2 separate regions of the Mus musculus genome follow, and region 1 is linked to region 2. The links are chromatin contacts, called in public HiChIP or PLAC-seq maps. All regions are on one chromosome and are shown on one strand. The core of a region is the stretch at or near the end of the contact, and the rest is flanking DNA. Distances in the headings are between cores, read along the strand shown.

Region 1 (4,284 bases), core at 1,294-3,793, 340 kb before region 2:
TGAAATGAAATCAAAACAGCATAAGTCTCTGAAGCAAAAGAGAAAGACATGTCTTGATAGTTCTATCAGACATTCATTCAGCAAGTATCTTTGTACTGATAGGTCACTGTGTGTGAGCTCCTTGTCTGAGCCAGGTTTGTGAGTGAGTAATGGCAGATTTAGCGAGAGGCACAGGTGAAGAGCAACTGAAGACTTATTCACGTTCATGTTTGAAAACGTTGATCCCAAATGGGCTGTGCTTGGAGCATAGAGTACCTGGCAGGCATACTCGAGGCCCCGGATTTTTTCCTGACCTCGGCACCCATAAAACACATGGCCTGGAAGATGGTGCAGTGGGGAAAAATCACTTTTCATGTAAGCCTGGTGATTGGCCTTCGATTCCCTTGACTCATGGTAGAAGGAGAGAGAGCTAACGATTGCAAGTTGTCCTCCATCAAGTTGCCCACCATGACGTGTGACACACACACACACAGCACCACCACCACCACTAAACTCCCCCCACCCCAATCCATTAGGTAAATAGGGAGGTATTTAGGTAAAGGAGGTAAGGTATTTAGGTAAGGAGGGAGATGCACTTGAACCAAAGCAGCCAGTGATACCTGTACCCCAGAATGGAAACCAAGCTTGGTTGCAGTGGATGATGTCACACATCCCACTAGATAACTAAGCTTGATTGATTGCAATGGATGATGGTCACATATCACACTAGATCGTATTCTATTCCTTCTGCAGGATGAATCCAATGGAGACTGTAAGATTTAGCTCCTGAAACACTGACGATGAAACTTTGCATTTTTTAATAATTTGTTTATTTACTGCATGTGTGTAGTATATGCACAGTATGTGGGCACCAGGGCTTGTTCCCATGCCACCTCTGCATGTGCACGAGGAGGCCAGAGGTCCACACTGAGTGTCCTCCTCTGTCATCCTTCTTAGTGTTTGGAGACAAGGTCTTTACTGAACCTGAAACCCTCCACTTAGGCAAGAACCAGCTTTCTGTGAGTCCTGAAATTATGTACTTCCGCTTGCTAGTCTCCCCATCCTGCCGCCCCCCCCCCCCCATCGGACCCGTCACCACCGCCTGCTTTTCCGCGGGTGCTGGAGAGTTGGTCCTCATGCCTGTACAACAAGCGCTCTACCCTGCAGGCCCCGTGTTTACTTCTAAAGTAGCCCAGTTTGGGTTTTGTGGCCTTTGAGGTCGCGGAGCTCTGTGTTAAGGGCTTCTGACTTTCCTTCAAGGACCTTTTGGGATTGTGTCATGTTTATTTCAGGGTTATGTGTGTCTGCCCTGAGCCATGCTAGCGGGGAACGGATAAATCTAAGCCGCAGTCTGAAGCATAACCGTGTGTTCTTGTTCTCTCCTCCCCATAAACGATGTAAAACTACATTAATAAAACCCAAAACCACCAAGAAAGGTAGAACATTTGCCGCCTGCTGTGCAAGTATCAACTCGGCTTTCAAAAGCTTACTTGTTCCCTATAAGTAAGGAGCAATCTGAGTTCTTAGTAACACGGTTTAGTGTACGGGGCTACATGGCCTGTCCTTCCTGTTGCTTCTTTAGGACGGTCCACCAGCCTTTCGGAAGGCTGGCGTGTGAGTAGCGGATATTGCACACATTCTGAAGGTAGGAGGCCTGGAATGAGTTAGGGCTAGCTTCCTTTATTTATCCTTCCTTCACTGGGCTTAGCCTGGTCTCTGCAGCCCCCCAGCCTGCATGCTGAAGATTCCCTTGCGCATCACTGGGAAATCTGTCGTTGATTAGATTATTGGATCTTCATTTTCTTCATCAGGATGGTTTCAAGACTTAAACCAAGTACAGCAAGATTCAAAACGGCAACCTCCGCCACACAGACCCAGGACCCTCCAGTTGAGGGAATGTGCTTTCGAGAGACGAAATGCCCCTCAAGGAGTGTAGGGTAATTGAAAACCCACCCTTTGAGCTGTGGTTTATTGTGGAAGGGAGGAATGAATGGCACCAGCGTCCACACCTACTAAATACTTATTAGAACCCCGGCAGCCAGCCTTCTTGAGCTCGAGGTCCTCTGGAGCTACAGTTTCATCCATTTCCAGTTGGCCCTGTGCTGTGACCCTCGGCCATTTTTTTTTCCTTCCATTTAACACAGTTATAAAGGGATTTATGTGCTTTCTTTCCATTAGAACTTAGCAAGGCTGCTGTCATGAATATTTAATGGCCAGGACAGTTTGTTTTCTTTTGCTTTCTTTCCCAGCCTCGCAGCCGTGGGTCCCCCTCCCCCTTCCTTTTGGAGCAATGTAAATATCTTGGCCCCTCACCCTCTGGAGGGATCCCTGAACAACGCTGGGCTTACTGAGTTCCGAAGGAGTCTGGAGGGAATCTCGCCTGCCCCCTACCCCCACCCCTGCTCATGCCCCCTCCTCCCGCTCTCCCAGGACTCCCCAGCAGCTGGACGGTGGGTGGGTGGGTGCAGTGCACGCTTTGAGGTCCGCTGCGAGGTCTGGCACCGGGCTCAGCCTCTCTCGGTCGCTGAGTGCTCCTCCCAGTTGTGCTCTGCCTCCAACTCCTCAGCCGCTCAATTCCTTTGAACTTCACAGCAGCACAAAGGCCTCCCCGAGACTTAGCTGGGGCTCCCTCGGATGCATTCCTGACACTTCATGGGTCGCTGCCTCCTTTCTCTTTGTAACAGGGAAGAGGGCGAATGTCTGCGACAGAAAATGACTTTTGAAGACGCTCAAAGATTTACCGTGTCTGGAGCAACCCCTGAACTTTTGTGATTATCGTAGAGAGACGCACTTTCGCTATTGGTAGATTACGCCCCAACCTTCTTCCCCCGAGTCCCTCATCCTAGCTTTTATTTAAGGAATTTCTCCCTCTCATGCTGAGACCTTCTCTCAGTGCCCAACCCCCATTCTGAATTTCTTTTTATTCCTGTGTGCTTTGTCTACCCTTGTGTGGGAAAAGGTGAGGCTGGGAGAGGGGGCTCAAGGAGGAGAGCTCAAGGGTTAGCGGAGAAGAAAGGGTCCAGCTTAGAACCTTGTCTGCTGCCAAAGAATCATACATGCCTGGGCTTGCCCACCTCAGAAGTCTTTCAAAGATTAAACATGGAAAGACTCATGTTTGATACCGCTCTTGGATATAGTAATTGCTTAATAAACGTTAGCCATACATTATACAGTTTTTAAGCCATTTTTTTCTGAAATTCTTCAGTCTGATCCAATTTTATTTATTTCGCTTGTGCATTACTTATGACCGCACATGTTCCCGTGCACAAGTGCATGTGCTAACGTGGAAGCCCTTGGTCAAAACTGGGCCTCTGAAATTGCTGTTGACTGTACTGCTTGAGAGTCAACAACTCCAGTTGAACCTGGAGTCAACGGATTCTGCCCAGTTGGTTGTTGATATTCTGCTCTTTTCTCCTCTCTAGCTCTGGGATTACAGGAGGTTTTAATAAGTAGGTGCTGGGCCTACAAATTGAGGTGGTCATGCTTGGACAGCCGGCACGATGCTATGCTTTGTTTTGTTGAACCAAGTCCTCTTTCTCCTTGGTGCAGTTTTCACTGACAGCCGTCCCTCCTGCTCTCTCTTCCCGACTCAGAAGGGTGGACTAGGCCTAACCCGTCTCCTGTCTTGTCATTGTAGCTTCTAAGCTAGCGCTTCACTTCACTGTCTTCTTGGTGAAACGGAAATGTTTTAAATTGGGTAGCAGAAGCAGACATGTGTGGAAGTCCTGTTTGTTTGTTTTGGAAAGGCCAAGTATATGTGTATGTATGTGTTTTTACAGAGAAACGTTACAAACATTTTGCAAGTTGAGAAACAAATTCTGTAGGCACCTCCTGTGTTATTCTGACCATAGGTTCTTGTAGGGCTTGTGTTTACCTTCATATAAGGGTACAGTGGAAAAACCCTACTGGGTGAGGTAAGCCACTAGCCTTAGGTACAGGAAGGGCCATTGAAAGCACAGAATGGGAGCACAGGTGAGATCTTGTCAGGGAGGCGTCGTTCAGGGTGAACACTGAGGAAAGCATTTCTGGTTACGTTTCCCTGAATTCCTCTGTGTGTGTGTGTGTGTGTGTGTGTGTGTGTGTGTGTGAGCACACGTGCATAAGGACGTTGTAAGTTAGCTTCCGATTTTGTTCCTAAGAAACCATTTACCTTGGTCATTGTTTTTTAGTTTTTCAAGACGGGAGTTTTTCTGTGTAGCCCTTCTCTTGGAACTCTGAAGACCAACTGGTTTGGCCTCACACTCCGAAATCTGCCTGTCTCTGCCTCCTGAGAGCCTCCGCCACTAGGTTCCTTTTGCTTTTTGA
Region 2 (4,252 bases), core at 1,085-3,584:
AGCTGTGTGCCAAAAAAGTGCATTGAAGCTAACAGGACTACAGTTTTACCTGGTTGTAATTTGCCATGTGGATGCTGGGAATTACCTCTGGAGGAACAACCAGTGCTCCTAACGAATGAGCTATCTCTCCGGTTACACACTTTTCTTACCTCCCATGATCAAGAGAGTAATTAAAAGCTTTTATACATAAAGAATTATGCCACAAAAGCACAACAGTGGCATTTAAGGATGTAGAATAAGAATAGCTGGGTGTGGTATCACACACCTTTAATGCCAGCACTCAAAAGCTGGAGGTTGGCTAATGTGTGTGAGTTCAATGCCAGCCTGGTCTATATATTGAATTTTAGAACAGCCAGAGCTTGATATTGAGACCCTGTCTTGATAAATGAATAAATAAATAAATTAGAAGAAATAATTGATTTCTTGGATTCATTGGATGTGGAAGAAGGGATTTCTTGTAGTGTTTTTTTTTTTTATTATTATACGTGAGTATAAAGATATACATTGAAAAGCTATAAGAAGTTATCTTAATAAAGTGATTAGGAATAAAAGATATTTTAGGAAAAGAAAGTGCTATAGTTAAGTATTTGGATAAAATTATCCTCCAACGAGTGGACAATGTCCCTATTAGACACGACAGGCTAACAAATAAAAAGTTCAATACCAGGAATGAATTACCATTTTTGGACTTGTTAGCCAACAAGTACCATAGACTTCACATACAGGGTAAACAGGGTATTGCTATTTCTCTTGGTCACCTTCTAGAACTTTTTGTTATCCTATTGCTGAAGACACTACATACTTTAGTAAAGACACTACGTTTTCCATAGGACATGGAAAAATCAAGTCAGTATTAAACTGAATGATGCGTCCATGCTGTGTCACTTTTGTAGCTCCCAAAGGTGCTATGACTATCACTGGAGTAGAAAAGCAATCTCTAGTCTTGTCTTACTTAGCTGTGAACCCTGTGAACTACAATAATGACTATCCTGATAAGACCTGCCTGCTGGTAGAATAATGGCAGTAATGCTATGGAAGTAACCAAATTCTTTGTGGGGAAGGGGATGGATTTAGGCCCACTGCACAGATAGAACCCATATCTGACATTGTTACTAGGATCAAGAACCTGTGGCTAGATAGGTTATAGGCTCTAGAGGAGAATCTGTTACTATTATGATGCTAAATGAACAGAATATTAAACCAACTCATACTAAGTTATCACTATACTCATAAGTTAGTAGATCTCTCAACTCTAGTCACTAGAGAATCTTCTTACAGTAGAAGGCAATGAATACAAAGCCATTCTACTGGCCAGTGAGCAGCGAATAAAAGACTATAGTATGCTCAGCCCTGAATAGTATGTTTATATTATACCCTTTCCCCAAAGGCCCAGGGACCACCATGAGAAAGGAGTAAGAAAAATTGTAAGAAGTAACAATAAGGACTCAACAGAGCAGTTGTGTATATGAACTCACAGCAGCTGTGACAGCATAAAATGACCTGCATATGCTCAAGATAAAAATACAATCTCATCATCATGGGAAGGGAAAAATGGGTATAGACTCCCATCCCTGGATAAGGAGTTATTGGCAATTAATAGCTTCCAGGAGAGGAAGAGCTGGATTGGTTTATGGGTATGAGCCATAGTAAGAAGACTGTACATCAGGGGTAGCCTTACACCCAAGAGTAACTGGGCAGTACAACTGAACTTCATGGGTTAAAAAAGAGCAAACCCAAACTTGGATGTCTAGAGAGGTGGGGCAAATTTAAGTGTAGTTGGTGAATACGATACAAATGTTTATGAAATTCTCAAACAATTAACAAAAATATTATTTTAAAATGATAGGAATGATAGGGCTTCATTAAAAAGGAACCCATTCAATCTACTACTGGCAGGGCAGTGTGAGCTGCTTTGAAAATACGTAAGGAAAGGTGTCCGGTACCGTACTAGACTCTACTTTTTAAGCAGGTCAAACTCTAGCTCCACTGCCTTTGAATTATGAAGCATTAAACAAATTATCCAATCTCTTGGAGCCTTGGCTCCCTCCACTATACATTGCTTGCTATGAAAATACACAAGAAAACACTTTTCCCAACACCCTGAATGTAACTAGATGTCAGCTATCAGTGTTTCTTCCACATGTTTAATTTGGTGCAAATGAGTGCGTATTTCACATTATGTGTGCAGGATAATCTTTTTGCTTCTATTGACAGATCGTTTTGTGAACCTTGGAGACAGCAAGAAACTTTTCCAGCTCTTCTGGCAGCAAGGGTGGGGCTATGACTCTTGATTTCTTTCTTTTGGCAAAGAAGAGTTTTCACACAGAGGTAGCATAAATTTGCCTCTCTAAGGGAGGGTGGGGGCTGAGGGTGTTGCTGGGGCGGCTACCACCACCACCACCTAACAGCTTTTCTTGGGAAACTGACCACTCCCTACTGATTTGTTATCATGCTAAACGGTGTCTCCACCCTTCCTAGCTGAAGCTTTTGCAGCTGTTCTGAGGAGACCAGCTGAAAGAGGTCGTTAGGACTCAGAAACAGCTGGGATCTTTAAAGATCTGTCAGCAGCTCCCAGCAAAGTTCCAACACCCTGAGGTAATGATGGGAGGCGGGGTGGGTCTCAGAGGAAGAGCTGATTATGCAATAAGCTAAAGCCCCTTTGATATCTGGTGACAGCTATTAAGAAACTGGCAAGCTGGAGAAGGACATAGGGAAAGCTGGTGAGAGAAGACGTTTCTCTCTAGGGATGGGTTGAAGGCAAACAAATGAGATCGGCTGGGAGATGTCCAGGGTGGGATACAGGAGAAATTTTAAGGCTTTGGGGAATGGCGAACTCATAATTAGCTGGTCAGAACAATCAATAGTCATGCCGATTGTCATTTGCTTACAAATTGCACACCTGGTATCTCTCAGAAAAACCTGGCCACAGACATATTATATTTTCTCCTCTGAAGGTTATGAACAAGAATAGTGTCATCACCCATCACAGCCTCAGCCTTGGGATCCTTGGTCTGAGAATTCCAACACAGAGAACACAGAAACCTTGAAGTTGTAACGGAGGCTGGAGGGGGAGTAGTATTTCCAATAACCACTTGGACAGTTTACAGGAAGACTACACATGAGCTGGGGTTAGACACTAAGCTTTTCATATCCAGAGATTATCACCGTGTATTTTTGGTTCTTTGTATGTTTTACTTGTAAGTTTTAAAAGCTTAACTCTAAACAATATATGGGGAATATTTCCTCATTGATATTCCTTCCTAGGGTCGAAAAGAGTACAGTTTCCTGTTCTAAAACTCATTTAAAAAAAACCCTTTTAAGACAGAATTTCCAAGAACACCATGGTCACTAGAAGCATGGGATATACATGCCTATTTTCTTTGTGATGGGGGATGTGTGAGCATGGGCCCAAACATCTGAAACTGTGAACCAACCCAATCTTGTCTCTTTCAGAATGTTTCTTTGAGGTATTTTATGACAGTCATACAAAGCCGACTAACACAAATACCAATGCCACAAGTTAGTCTAGGCTTTCTGAAGACAGAACCCAGAAGCAAACAGGCCTGTCTCAAACCCTCAAGGTGTCAGACTTACTGGTTAGTCAAGATCAAACAGGTGATAATTACAGTCAGTGTCACAGGGGAAGAAGAGAGATTGTGTGTGTGTGTGTGTGCATGTGGATGCATGTGCCCATGCTTGCATGAGTGTGTAGAGGTCAGGAGTTACAGAGAGTGTCTGTCTTCCTCTCTCCTTCAGCTTGTCATTTGAGACTCGGCTCATCACTGAATCTGGGGTTTACACTGGCTGGCCAGTGGGCTTCAAGTCTGACTCTTTTGCACTGGGGTTCCAGCCAGCACTATCTACCATGCCCAACTTTTCCAAGAGGGCCATGGATCCAATTTCAGGTGCTTACGCTCATACAGCTGGCAATGTACAGACTAAACCATCCCTTGAGCACTGTAAGCAAGAGATTTTGAGTGAGAAGGTCTGGATGTGAGACATGCTGTGCCACTTTCTAGTCATGTGACCTTAAATGCTTATGTAATCTCTGAGTCTCACTTTTGTCATCACACAAAGCGAATGGTGCTATTTATCTCCCAGTGCTATGGTGATGCAGAATAACATTTGATCTCGCGCGCGCCAGACTGGCCAGCAGTAACGACTCTGCACATGTTTATTGGGAGAACTTGATTGCAGAGGCAAAGAGACCCCGAGCCCAGAACTGGTGCTGCTTATATAGGCCTAGGAGAGG

The links. HiChIP or PLAC-seq counts read pairs in DNA pulled down with a chosen protein or histone mark.
Region 1: an H3K27ac HiChIP or PLAC-seq map of embryonic stem cells shows a contact between it and region 2, with 5 read pairs. The contact joins two enhancer-like sites. A contact is called at or near these places in 2 of 115 datasets of contacts at active chromatin or transcription factors (both in embryonic stem cells).

What each region holds. Positions count from the first base shown.
Region 1 is chr15:53,309,415-53,313,698 of GRCm38.p6, reverse strand. The region is part of intron 1 of Ext1 (exostosin glycosyltransferase 1); the gene reads left to right. Among named protein-coding and RNA genes, the nearest start is that of Ext1, 35 kb to the left of the region's middle. Within about 2 kb of position 2,543, at least 183 of the 459 cell types and tissues checked have an H3K27ac peak or open chromatin away from gene starts, as enhancers often do. A contact at or near this core is called in embryonic stem cells, where this site is marked.
Region 2 is chr15:52,966,248-52,970,499 of GRCm38.p6, reverse strand. No RefSeq gene overlaps it. Among named protein-coding and RNA genes, the nearest start is that of Gm41323, 35 kb to the right of the region's middle. Within about 2 kb of position 2,334, at least 32 of the 459 cell types and tissues checked have an H3K27ac peak or open chromatin away from gene starts, as enhancers often do. A contact at or near this core is called in embryonic stem cells, where this site is marked.